Linked DNA regions of Gadus morhua: region 1 is linked to region 2. A link is a contact called in public Hi-C data. All regions are on one chromosome and are shown on one strand. The core of a region is the stretch at or near the end of the contact, and the rest is flanking DNA. Distances in the headings are between cores, read along the strand shown.

The links. Hi-C and Micro-C count contacts between places; a contact is called where the count stands out from the background.
Region 1: a contact with region 2 is called in a Hi-C map of spleen, with 7 times the contacts expected there. The contact joins the promoter of pdia4 here to the promoter of spag6 in region 2. A contact is called at or near these places in 2 of 6 Hi-C or Micro-C datasets (heart and spleen).

The regions. Positions count from the first base shown.
Region 1 is chr23:16,781,623-16,788,498 of gadMor3.0, reverse strand. pdia4 (protein disulfide isomerase family A, member 4) reads right to left here and starts at 5,614. Exons shown (of 10, transcript XM_030348451.1): 1 at 5,266-5,614; 2 at 4,805-4,994; 3 at 4,448-4,653; 4 at 4,206-4,344; 5 at 3,181-3,386; 6 at 2,571-2,729; 7 at 1,945-2,096; 8 at 1,530-1,686; 9 at 791-1,024; 10 at 1-420. The coding sequence starts at 5,341. The coding sequence ends at 8.
Region 2 is chr23:16,648,838-16,655,674 of gadMor3.0, reverse strand. spag6 (sperm associated antigen 6) reads left to right here and starts at 4,854. Exons shown (of 11, transcript XM_030349611.1): 1 at 4,854-5,100; 2 at 5,213-5,308; 3 at 5,473-5,639; 4 at 6,655-6,837. The coding sequence starts at 5,076.

The sequences.
Region 1 (6,876 bases), core at 4,365-6,864, 130 kb before region 2:
AGCCCTCTCAAAGTTCGTCTTTCTTCGACAGCTTCGTGGCGTGCTCCTCCAGGAACTTACTGAAGCCGTCGAGTGTTCTGTCCCCGCCCTCAAACTTGATTGGCTTCTGTTTGCCGTTGCTGGGCGCCAGGTATATCGTGGGGAAGCCCTCCGTTTTGTAGATGTCGTGCGGCACGTCGTTGGCCGTGGCGTCCATCTTGGCGATGACGATGTCCTTGTGGCCCTTGTACTTCTTGCCCAGGGCGAGGTATTCGGGCTCCAGCTTCTTGCAGTGGCCGCACCACGGCGCATAGAACTCGATCAGGACGTCCTTCTTGGTGTCCATGACTATTGCGTCAAAGTTCTTGCCCACCACCACCTTCACGGGCCCCTTATTGTTCTTGGGCAGCGGCTGGGACTTGATGATGGGCTGCACCTTGCCTGGAGACACACAGGGAAGAAACAGAGTTTAATTTCGGAACAAGAACAGTCCAGTTTAGATTTTTGAATGATTAAGCAAGGCACGAACCTTGAGATTGAAAAATAACTAAGAAATATGGATGAAATGTATATACTTTTGATTCAATTGTATTTGTATAGCCCTTAAATCCCAGCTCCAGTCTCAAAGGACTTAACAGACCGTATACTCAGACACCCCCTGAGCCCAGCCCCCAGAGGGCAAGGAAGAAATCTTGGGAAGGAACGCAGTGTTGGGGATCCCTCCTTATTACACATTAACACTCGTTAACATGTTAAAATGAATTATGTACCCGCTTAATTCCACCATGTTATTTGAGGATAAGGTGCGTACCTTTCTTGAAGGCCATGACAAAGTCCCTGAGCACCTCGGCGTCAAACTCTTCGGGCTCCATGGCGAACTTCTTCCCGTTCTCTCCGAGGATCCCCACGTTGACCTCCTCACCGCTGTCGCTCAGCTCCAGGCCCTTCAGCTCCTCAGCGTAGTCCTCCTCGTCCGCGATGGCAAAGGTGTACTCGGGGAAGTCCTTGGCCACCTCCAGCACCTTTGACCTCCAGAACTGCGTTGCTGCAGATCAGAGAGACAGGACAGGGTTTAGCAGACAGGCTAACTTTGTAATACCATTTGGTTTTATCATACGGCTATACAGCTTTATAACCATGGTTTCTTTTATTTATGGGCATTACAAAATGTGTTTAAAACAAGACTTCTGTCCTGTACTTATGTACAGGTCATATAAGAGCTGAAATGACAAACCTACGATTCCATAATTGGTGGAAAATATGTAATGTGCAGACAATTGCAGATAAGAAAAACTTCACCACTAGTAATTTTTCCCCTGCTAAGTACTGATTCTGCATGAGCAGAGAGCATCAATCCAAGCCCCTGGGATCTCTGAACATCATGAACAAACACCGAATCAATCCAAGCCCCTAGGGTTTCTGATCATGAAACAATGAGCCATTTACTTAAGATGCAAGATGAAAAAACAGCAGCCGCCTAAGATCAGGCTGTGCAGGAGAAGAGCCACCATTAATGTTCACCAGGGGCGGGAGGCCTTCTCACCACTCACCCTTCCTGTAGTCGAAGCTGAAGTCCACGCCGTAGTACACCACCACCAGAGGCCTCTTCGCGTAGCGCTTGGCGTCGTTGCTCTGCTTCCTGTGGCCCACCAGCGGCACCACGTTCTTCTTGAAGAAGTCCTGCACGTCCGACACGGGCGTGGACTCCTACAAGGATGGATATGGAGGCTCAGGGTAAAAATTATGGGGTGGTTTGTCTTTAGATTTTCACGCCTAAACTTAGGCCTATAAAAAAGGAGTTATAGTTCATTTTAAATTATCTTTAGAGAGCAAGATAAATAAAACCTACAGTTGCAGCATATGGTACACAAAAATTAAGGAATCATGCAATTATAGTTAAACAATGCTAACAATGAAGAGAACTGTTAAAAAAAAAAGGCATTATTTTTCTTTTGAAAGACATACCGTGACCGGGAATGTGTGCGAGGCCGGCTCAAACTTGGAGCGGAACTTCTCAGGCTGAACCAGGATAACCTGGCCGGGGGATGCCTTGAGCAGCTTGGCCACGTCGGAGCTGAAGGAGTGGAGGAACTTGTAGTCTTCCCTCAGGGAGTTACCTGGGAAGACAAAGACCAGTGAGTACAGACGCCAAGTTTGGTGGAATCTCTAATCCCCAGAGATAGGGCTCCCCCTGCTGTCATAAATGAGGAATGACAGGCGCTTCAAGTATTTCATTTTAGTCAGTTACTTATGGAGGGAAAATATTTAAAGTGCTATCATGCCATCTGGTGTGATAAGCCATTACAAACCGTTGGTTTGAAAATCAGCGTTTTCGTCTTGTAATTGCTAATTACATTCACATCCTTGGCATAATATCACCCCTTTAAAATAATAATCATTATGAATATATAACACTCTTATGTTGCATCTTTTGAATTCTATATCTTATCAATCAAATTAAGGTATGCCAACAGTTAGTGTGCTTTTGCCCCACACAGCATGTAGAATGCTGAGATTATCCAACAAGCATACACAATATCAAACCAATAAATGAAAACAACACCACAGCCATATAATCCACATATACTAACAGGCCTCCATGTAGATCTCGTAGGCTGGGTCCTGGTCGCCGGAGAACACGCCCACGATGACGGCGTCGTCGCCGTCCTTCACCAGCTCCTGCACCTGCTTGGCGGCCTGGACCGGCTTGGAGGGCGGGCCCGACTGCTCGCTCATGTGCTCCACGATACCTGGATGAGGGGAGGGACAACGAATGAAGCATAAAGAACATCGACGACGAATGGCCACGAACACAGTCAACACGGGAAGGGCAGAATTCAATAAGAAAATGTCCAACGAAAAACAGTTTCCTTCCAGGGCAAGTGTTTACCATGTACGTTATACGGTACGCATTTTGTCAGCGCGTTTGTGTCTGACTGTTCGTGCATGTCTGGATACATGCAATGGGATATACAGTATGAATATGTGCAATGTAGTGACATCTCTATAATTATTGGTTCTCTCATATGCATCTAATTCAAGGTAGACTTGCCTTTATTTTATTTCATCTTATCAACACATGATGGTGTGGTTTTTAGGCTGAGGTTTTCGTTCTTCGCTAAACAAAATGCAAAACACTGAATCCTTTCTGATGGCCTGTGAAGTTTCCGAACGACGGGTTTAAAAAAGGGGTCAGCGTACCGAACTTCTCCCGGGGTCCAGTGTAGTCGTAGGCCTTGCCCCTCCTGAAGATCTTGAGGTCGGGGTAGCCCGTGACGCCGAAGCGCTGGGCCAGCTCGTTCTCCACCGTGGCGTCCACCTTGGCCAGCGGGATGGGGGGCATGCGCTTGCTCAGCTCCTGCGCCGCCTTCTCGTACTCGGGGGCCAGGGACTTGCAGTGTCCGCACCTGCGGTGGGGGGGGGGGGGGGTCACAACGGTTACAGTACAGTTCTAAGTGTGGCAAATCCGACGCACGCATCATTGTGTACCGTTGATAGGGCTTCTGGTGGTGCATTTCAGCATCGTCACCGTTTGTGTTAAGGGTCCAGGTTGGAAAGTTTGGTATCAATAGTGTTGCGGTGGAAGATTGCAACCAATTTCATTCCCCCCCCCACCCTCCATCAACCTTCCCAACTACTAGCCAAGGGTCAAGAGATGAGGTTCTTACATGTATGAATTGTATTAAGGCACTTAGTCCGGAGGTCCTTATACATTGAACTTGATTGGGATCCATTTCTAATTTGCCAGTGAACATTCCGTATATCCGCAACAGTTTTATTATTCTGTGGGCTTTAGTCGTCAATCTATTCTTTAATAAATCCGTTTCACCAATCACAATCGCGTATCTTTGTCATTGCAACCATGGACACTGCATAGTGTATGACATGGCGGAGATAAAGGCCCATTGATGTTTCTCAACACACAGTCCTCTTATTGCATCCTTGATTTTGATGTCCCCGTCAGAGAGGGTTAAGCTTCTGGGACATCAATATATATGCCACGGTGTGTTTGGCTTTGAGGAGCTCCATCTGCCTGCGGTTGATGTTGATTCTAGTAAGATATTAAGCATATTTTAAATTCATATTATTTTGACCAGCCACCTCAAGCCAAATGCAGCCACGGAAAACAGTAAACATCTCTCCAACTACCAACTTGCTTGCTTCACTGCTTCTTTACATAATTTCCCCTTCTCTAATTGGTTCATTTGTCATCTGTGTGGACTGACCATGGAGCGTAGAACTCCACCAGGATGATGTCAGCGTTGTTCACCGTCTCATCAAAGTTGTCCTTGGTCAACACCACGACGGCCTCGGGTGGGGGCGCCCAGTCGGGCTGAGCTACCTCCAGGACTTTGGCCACAAAGGCTGCAACCAAAACAGTCAATCAGGAGTCAAAAAAGGTGGAGCCATTTCCGTCACATCTCCATATGCAAATTGGCACAATGTGTTCGGTCGCCATATTTCTTACCCTCTTCTGACCTGGCGCCATCGTAGTCCACGGGTTTCCCGTTTTTCAGGATCTTGAAGGTAGGATACCCGGACACTTCGAAGCGTCCCGCCACCTCAGTGGCCTTGGTGGCGTCCACCTTGGCCACGGGGATCGGGGGATCGCTCTCCTTCAGGGCTTTGGCTATTTTCACATACGTGGGGGTAAACGACTTGCAATGTCCACACCTGATTAGGGGGAAAACGACCCAGACAGACCCATTAGATAAAGTTGTACTTTGACGAAACTAGTTAGCGCATTGTGGACTCTGATGCAAATCATCCAACTCAATGTTTATAATTTGAAGATGGAAAGACAATACACTATGTAATGATTTACCATGGCGCGTAAAACTCCAACAGCACGGTGTCCTTCCCTTCGATGAAGGTGTCGAAGTTGCCGTCAGTGAGCACCAGCACCCCATCCTCCTCCTTCACTTCAGTCCCAGTATCTTCATCCTCTTCCTCCTCATCACTGTCACTGTCCGCTCCTTCGTCGTCGCTGGCCTCGTCTATCGCTCCGGTATCATCTTCAACAAGGACATCAACTCAGCAACCCCACTACCAAGTTCATAATTTAAAGAAGCAACACACAAAAAGGAGGGGACTTGCGTTGTCCTCATATTTGCAATAGCATTAGTTAGACATGAAGCATGCCGCCACAACCAAAGCCACTGCAATCTTAGCGATGCTAGTGGAAGCTCCACCATGCTAACCTGAACAGGCAACGTATACCAAGGCATGAATCAGCGATTGGGTCTTTTATTTTATTTAGAATCGCAAAAACTAGCCAACACTTACCATCTTCACACCTGACGACCGTAGCAAAGTGGGCGATCCCGAGCAACATAATCAGAAGCAGTGCAATCTTCCTCATTGTCACAACGTTGCGGGGGGCTGGGGGGTTCTTTATAGTCTGCTTAATGAAGCACAGGCTGCTTCTGCTGCTAGTCAGGCTCACCTAGATAATACAACTGATGAATGTCATCAAGTAAGCGTCACCAAAGTGGACGGATCTAGTTCAATCCAAACGTTTGATGGTGTATGCCCCGGGTTTGTCAATTCATACAAACTCGCACGCCAGACACCGCCTCCTGAACTTCTCTGACTTGCCACGTTCTGATTGGTCCTCTTCGTCTACTGTCATCCAATCGGGTTTCGCCACTCAAGTCCATGCTCGTATACGTTTGGGGATGTGATTGGGTGATCCACCATTTATTGTTTCCTGCTGCATGGGGGAATTTTCTACATATCTCAGTTTTTTTGTGTTTTCAACTTTGGTGTTACTCAGATTTGTGCGAATTTAAAGGGTTAACGCACATGTACAATGATGCATGGTTGTTCTCTAAACAGATTATCTTCTTGTGGTTTATTTCAATGCAATGAGGTTTTTCACCTCAAGATCTCAATCTTGCGTCATATTAGTTTCACATTAACATCCTGTCGTTTAGATAGTTTCACGTCATCCTCTTCACTAGTATTACTACTCAGATTGGCACTCAGTGGGTAAAGGATGCATGTGACTTTCATTTGAATGTGTTTTTTCAATGTGAGAGAGAGAGAGAGAGAGAGAGAGAGAGAGAGAGAGAGAGAGAGAGAGAGAGAGAGAGAGAGAGAGAGAGAGAGAGAGAGAGAGAGAGAGAGAGAGAGAGAGACGAGCGTGAAGGAGGTGGGTGTTGGTTCTTTTAAACAAACATGGAACAGGATATGCACTAGATCTGTTTTCTGAAGTGCAAATATGTTGTTGTTTTTTTATACTCCGTTTTATACTACGTCTTGACACACACACACACACACACACACACACACACACACACACACACACACACACACACACACACACACACACGGCCCCCTTGGTGGCGTGTGGCACCGAGCTGGTTAACTCACTGATACATTGACTGAACCAGAGAAACTGAGTGCTCGGAGTATGGGCTTCATGTTGCTGCGTTGTGTGTTTGCTTGACATTGAAAGGTGAGCTTGCCCTTGCAGTTTGGGCTTTGGGATATGTTAAGTATATTTGGCAAGCTCTCTCTCTCCCTTTCTCTCTCTCGCTCCCTCTGTCACACACACACACACACACACACACACACACACACACACACACACACACACACACACACACACACACACACACACAAACACACATACACAAACAAACACACATGCAACTATCTCACACAAAGACTCACACAAATTCACAATTTTGCACCTGTGTATGTTCTTGCTTGAAATATCACTGCTAACTTTCCAATGTAATGGCATGCAGCATGAGCGGGGAAGAGGCAGAACAAAATATTAAGCGCTTTCCAATTTAAGGATTTTTTTTTTTTATCATTCATTACTTCTTTCTTTTGTGTAAGGCCCAGCATTGGCCCTTGGCCCTGTTCACCTGCTGGCAGTGGCCATAG
Region 2 (6,837 bases), core at 3,605-6,104:
GTGTGTGTGTGTGTGTGTGTGTGTGTGTGTGTGTGTGTGTGTGTGAGTGTGCGAGGGTGTGTGTGCGTGCGTGAGTGAGTGTGTGTGTGTGTGTTAATTGATCAGTACATTGCCGTTTCAGATGTTATGTCATAGACCTATTTAGGCAATTTGTTATTATGCCGCAACACACCTAACAAAGGTGCATGCAGAATACGAAATGTTAACATTTGAATGCAGGGTTGGGTTACAGTTTTGGGAAAAAACCTTTATATAGATCGAAATAGTTTATTTTATTTTAATTACAAATTAATTAAATACTGAGGCTTATGAATGGAATCATGCATATTTTTCAGAAATTTTGGGAAATATATCTTGTTAGCAAGACGTATATATGCCTAAATACGTTAATCGTTATTCATAACAATTTATAGTAACATACCATTCCAGGCTTTCAAATGGAACACGCTTCCATTTAAACTGCTATAAAAATAGACGGTTTGCTAGATACAAGATGTTATTCAGCTAAATGTCTTCTACGATTGGTTACTCGGATTTATTATAAGGCATAGGGCCTATTATATTTCGCATTTGATCAAAGATCAAACCAGAAAATGAACACCAACCATTCATAGGCCCTGCAGAGGACGTGATAGTCAGATTGCATGGAACCAAAAGCGTGCAGATTATTAGTAGGCCTAATCTATTGTCTAATTGTTTGTATTAATGTTTTAAAGGGAAAGACGAAAAAGGTCATGAACATGTTATTTGATGATTTCTAGTTCAGGAATATATAATGTTGCTAATATTCAATTCAAGTGTCTAAGTGAGTTAATACGAAAGTTGTGTTGGCTAGCTAGGTTATAATGTAACAACAACCTCTGAAAAGACAGTATTGTACATCAGACTATGGATCCTCAAACGAGTTGGAATATTTTATCAAGATCAATTCTCTAAATAAAGCTCAAAGTAAATTATACAATTAGACACCGATAAACCATTTTGGGATCTTTCCCTGCTCGCCATTACGGTTGGCGAATCGCTCAAAAGAAAGGCGCATCGCATCGACGACGCGTGGATTTAGAGATATTTCGTTGAGTTAAGTTTGCGTTGATTTTATTGACATGCGTAATTATTCAAAACGACTGCAACGCTTAACGAATTAGATCAGCGCTTTGCATTAACAGTGCATGCTGATCCGACGGTCTGCGTCTCTACTCGATATTTCTTTACATGGGAGGCTTACAAGTTATTGTCTGTGCGTGAATTTAACATTGGAATAAAAATAAGGCTTTTACTCAAAGACAAAAAAACGTGTGTTCATTCTATATCCCAAAAAAAAATGGACAGGGAAAACGTGTTCGATATTCACACTGCAGCTCTCCTCTGTTTCGCGCTGTCTGCAGAGATGCCCTGGTCTCCTAACGCCCCCCTCTGGCCGTGCGCGGGCCTGCGCCGAGCTCTTAAAGGGGAGGTTGGGGGAAGCGGAGGGATTATTTAAGGTGGAACGGCACAGTTACAACCAGTCTGCTCCACCGCGAATTCCTCTCGCTTCCAGGAGAGACGCTTGAGATGGCTGCGATGAAGACGGATTCCACACGTCACATGATTAACCCTACCTGATCCACAGCCTTCCCGGAGTCGACCCAGCGTGCCGATGGGTCCTACCGAAGCTGTTTATTTCATTCGCATTTAGTTTGCATGTTATAGGTTGATCGGAGCATTTTTTAGGATTCTTTTAAATGTTTTGGATCCGGGCTTTCGTTCCGTCGTTTTTTTCAGGTACCTCTTATTCATCCAGTTTTATCCAGTGCATCGTGTGATTTAGCCCTTTCAAAACATTGGTAAGATAATATTGCCTGACTGCCTAATACGGGTAGTATTGACACAAACACAGTGACAGACAGACAAACAGACAACGACACACACACACACACACACACACACACACACACACACACACACACACACACACACACACACACACACACACACACACACACACACACACACACACACACACACACACACACACACACACAAATATATTGCGTCTATGAAGCTGCAACGCAACTTTAGGAGTGGGTTTTCCTAAGGAGTTGTCATCGTGGATTAAAGGCGTAGGACTATTTCAGCTAAAAGCTAGAGTGTTAACTAGGCCTACGGGAGGTTATTAGGGTCAAGCCAAAATAAATGGCCTACAAAGTCCAGATAAAGAAAGCTCGAGATGAGGCCATACGGTAGGCTATGATCTGGACACCGTACAAATGATCAGGGTATTTAAATAATACGATTTGTACAACGAAACATCTATGTAACCTCTTAGTTATACAATAAAAAAATACGATGGTGTAGATAAAAATGTCACAGCCGTATAGGTCAAAAGCACAATAAACACGTCGTTCAACTCCTTGTAGTAGGCAAAACTACTGTTAAAAAAAGGAAAGTGTCCAATGTTATTTTCAATTTGATCTTTTTTTTAAAGAGACAGCGACGCGTTCTGTAACGGGAGAGGGGTGAGAAGGGACGTTAAAGAGGGACAAGCGCCCTGATTAAAGGGGACAGGTGCAGTCTGCGGAGGCACTCTGCAGGCTCACAGAGGTCAAGGGCCCGCAGCAGGGCTCACATCAAGGCCGGTAAACGAACACACCGTGGATGTTCTGATACGGTTTGAGGTAAATACATTGGATGTTTATAGACTCAACCTGTTTGGTCCAAAAGCTTTGACTTGAGGACGAAGTCGTAAACCATGTCGAGGTAATTAGGCCTACATATCGCGAGTTCAATGCACTACGGTCGTTGTCTGTCGAGTTTTACAAACGTTTGTATTTATAGCCTACATTCAACACCGCCGTAGCCTAAAGAGGGGATCTACTTGGGTCAAGTGCATGAGGTCAAGTTTCAGGCTTATATATTTTTTTCTCTAAATAAGTTAAAAAATTAAGGAGAGACTGGTGTTGTCTTTTATATTTGTTGGATCGGCTTATATATATATGTTAAGCAAATTGTATATTAAATATATATATATTTATATGTCACATATAATATATATATTTTACATAGGCCTATGTGTGACCTCGTTTTAAAGATTGTATGCAGTGGCGATAAACCGGCAATGCCAAAAGTAGAAATGAGAAATCCCCCTGGATAGAACCGTAATAGAAATGCTCATGAACCCTAGCCGTAGCTTTGCATTCCATGTAAAGCTAGTGTCACCATACACATCACCCTACACTTAAAATGAGAACCATGCTGTGCTCTCCCACTTTCAACATCATAAAACGACATCAAATGCAATCCCAATCGTGTCAAAAGTCGACCTTTTTTGAGCTGGGCAAACGAAAACGTCTGGGCCTACTGTTTATTTGTAGGCTAGGCCTATAGTTTAATATTTGTATGACTCAAGAGGTCACCGATTACATGTGTCCGTCATGACCATGGTTTTTAACCATGCGGATAATGAAAGAGGAAGTAAAAGAGACGGAGAAAATGTGGTTGTACGACAGTTTGACAGGGAGAGAGAGAGAGAGAGAGAGAGAGAGAGAGAGAGAGAGAGAGAGAGAGAGAGAGAGAGAGAGAGAGAGAGAGAGAGAGAGAGAGAGAGAGAAGCATCTGGTTTCTAAATTGTCTATACCTTTATCTTGAATGTTTACATATCTACACACACCTCTACAAAAAAAAAATTACAGCTTTTTTATTTAGGTTATTGTTAAGACATTCATTTAACCTTAACTTTATAAAAAAACAAACATAATTGTTTCGTAGGTTTTAATCTATTTCCACCATTTTAATTGTAAGCAGATGTCTTCACACATTTTTCATTGGTCCTATTTTACCAGGCATCGACCAATCAGATGGACCTCGGTATCTCTCAGGTCACCGGCAGCTTCAGGGACCCCCTACACCAGTCTCTGGTGGGCATCCTTGGACTTTAGGGGTGCAAGCCCGTGCAGAACCTGGTGAAACAGACACACAGAGAGAAAAGTGGCCGAGAGGGCCAACTCTGCGGTGATGGGTGAGGGATGATGCCTCACTATTCCCCCCACATCCCATTTCAGGATCCACTAGGCCCGAACCCTAAAGGAAGCCATCTGGATAAACAGGCATTATAATGCAAAAACGCCAGCAAAGGGAAGTAAAAAAGAAGAGCAAGTTTCAAAATGTGGTTAATTCATTAATAAAATCTGTATTTTTCTATCCTGATAAAAGGGTTCGTTTTTCCCAAAGGACCTTAAACCTTGAGGACAAATTAGGTTCTCTTCTCCATCCTTCTTGAGCCTGCGAGTAAAGGACAATGAGACAGAAAGGGAGGCAGTTGTTTTACTCCACCAACTGTGTATATGTGTAAACGTGGAAAATACATTTTCCACGTTTGAGGTAAAATATAATCGTATGATAATATTGGTTTTCCATTGAGGGAGTACTATAGATCCAAGGCATTCAGAAAGTATCTATCTAATCATTCTATCAAAAATAAAGGGATAATAATCTTATAAAACTATTTATACAATCATTAATATTTCTTTTTAAATATTTTTCAAATTCAAATAAGTGTGTGTCTGTGTGTGTTGGGATGGAGGGACGACTCTTTCAAGCCTGAGCCTACTAGAAGCATAGCAATATTTATCTCCCGCGTTTGTCATTTAATCTAAATACTGTATATATCATAGTCCAGTGAAATAAGACACATACATTTAAAACGAATATAAAACTCTGTTTATAATCACTGTTTATTAGTATTATTTTATTAATGTTCCGGGCAGACACAAAACAAATTCACAGAATGAATAGCCTATATACTAGGCATACTGTCGTCGCTGATTGGTCGACTAATTGTCCCTGGAAACCTAATACGCGGCTACAACACACGTAAACAAAAGCACAGCTCCGGGCTCCAGCGACCGCCTGTTTCGTGGTTGCCAAGGCAACACTAACAGTCCCAAAACTTGAGACCGCGCAGGGGGGAAGCGAGGACGTTTTACTCGGGCATTGAAAATGTGTTTCTGAGTCAACTAAAGCAAGAAATTACCTCGCCTTTTTTATTATATACACATCCTCTTCTTAGTATATTCACTGTTTCGGTCCGTTCCGCCACCATGACTCAGCGGCAGGTTTTACAAGGTAAGCCCCCCCACCAGCATTTCCGGATCGAAAGCGATTCCCCCCCCGGGAGAAATGTTTTGATTGACAAAAAAGAAAAAAAGTCGAAGTTATGCTTCCGCTTTGACTGCAGTTTTCGAGCACTACCAGCAGTCGAGGCTGCAGTTCGTGCAGACTGTGGCTGACCTCGCCACTCGACCGCAGAATATAGAAACCCTTCAAAACGCAGGTACTGTTGAACCACGATGAATGGACGCCTGCACAACCTGCAATAGTAACACACACGTTGCTCTCTGTCGCTTGCACTTCTGCTAACGTTGTTTGTTTGTTGTTGGTTGTTTGTTGTTATGTTGACCATGTCGATGTCACCTCACCTTCAACCTACCAACCCAGGTGTGATGACCTTGCTGCGGCCACTTCTGTTGGACTCGGTTCCCAACGTCCAGCAGACGGCGGCGCTGGCATTGGGCCGCTTGGCCAATCACAGCGACGACCTGGCCGAGGCCGTGGTGCAGGGAGACATCCTCCCTCAGCTGGTTCACTCCCTGGCCTCTCAGAATGTGAGTGGATTTGAAAAATATTAAAAATATAATATTTTATATTCAATATATTTTAGGGTTCATTTGCCATTTAGTAGCAGAGAGAGAGAGAGAGAGAGAGAGAGAGAGAGAGAGAGAGAGAGAGAGAGAGAGAGAGAGAGAGAGAGAGAGAGAGAGAGAGAGAGAGAGAGAGAGAGAGAGAGAGAGAGAGAGAGAGAGAGAGAGAGAGGTTCCTACTCTGAGGGGGGCCTCTGCTAGGGTCAGTCTCCTGAATAAGGAGGGTGTGTGTCAGACCAACTTGGCATTCCGCCTTGCGGCTGCTTTAGAATCGAAGAGCACTTTACAATGAGTGCAAGCAGGCTTTTCTTCCTCCACTCTACCTCTCTCTCTTCCTACTTGTGTGTGTCTCTCTCTCTCTCTCTCTCTCTCTCTCTCTCTCTCTCTCTCTCTCTCTCTCTCTCTCTCTCTCTCTCTCTCTCTCTCTCTCTCTCTCTACTTGTGTCTCTCTCTCTCTCTTCCTACTTGTGTCTCTCTCTCTCTCTTCCTACTTGTGTCTCTCTCTCTCTTCCTACTTGTGTCTCTCTCTCTCTCTTCCTACTTGTCTCCCTCACCCCCCCCCTCTCTCTCTCTCCCTCCCTCCCTCCCTCCCTCTCTCTCTCTCTCTATTTCGCCCTCTCTCTGTATTTCGCCCTCTCTCTCTCTCTCTCTCTCTCTCTCTCTCTCTCTCTCTCTCTCTCTCTCTCTCTCTCTCTCTCTCTCTCTCTCTCTCTCTCTCTCTCTCTCTCTCTCTCTCTCTCTCTCTCTCTCTCTCTCTCTCTCTCTCTCTCGTCCCTCTTACAGGCGTCAGTTTGTTATGAATGTCTCCCAGCCACCCAAGCCCTTAACAGTACATTTAATTTTGAACGGTGTGACTGTTCAATCAAATCAACGTTTTTTGTCTCACGCGGCGGCAACACTTATCACCGGCCACGGTGATATGTGTTAAAAAAAAAAAAAAAAAAGATAAAAAGGTCTTCTCCAACGTTGAACCCTGCAGCGGTTTTACAAGAAGGCAGCAGCCTTCGTGCTCCGGGCCGTGGCCAAGCACTCCCCCGGGCTGGCCCTGGCCGTGGTGGCCTGTGGCGGGGTGGACGCCCTGGTGCTCTCCCTGGAGGAGTTCGACCCCGGGGTGAAGGAGGCGGCGGCCTGGGCCCTGGGGTACGTCGCCCGGCACAACGAA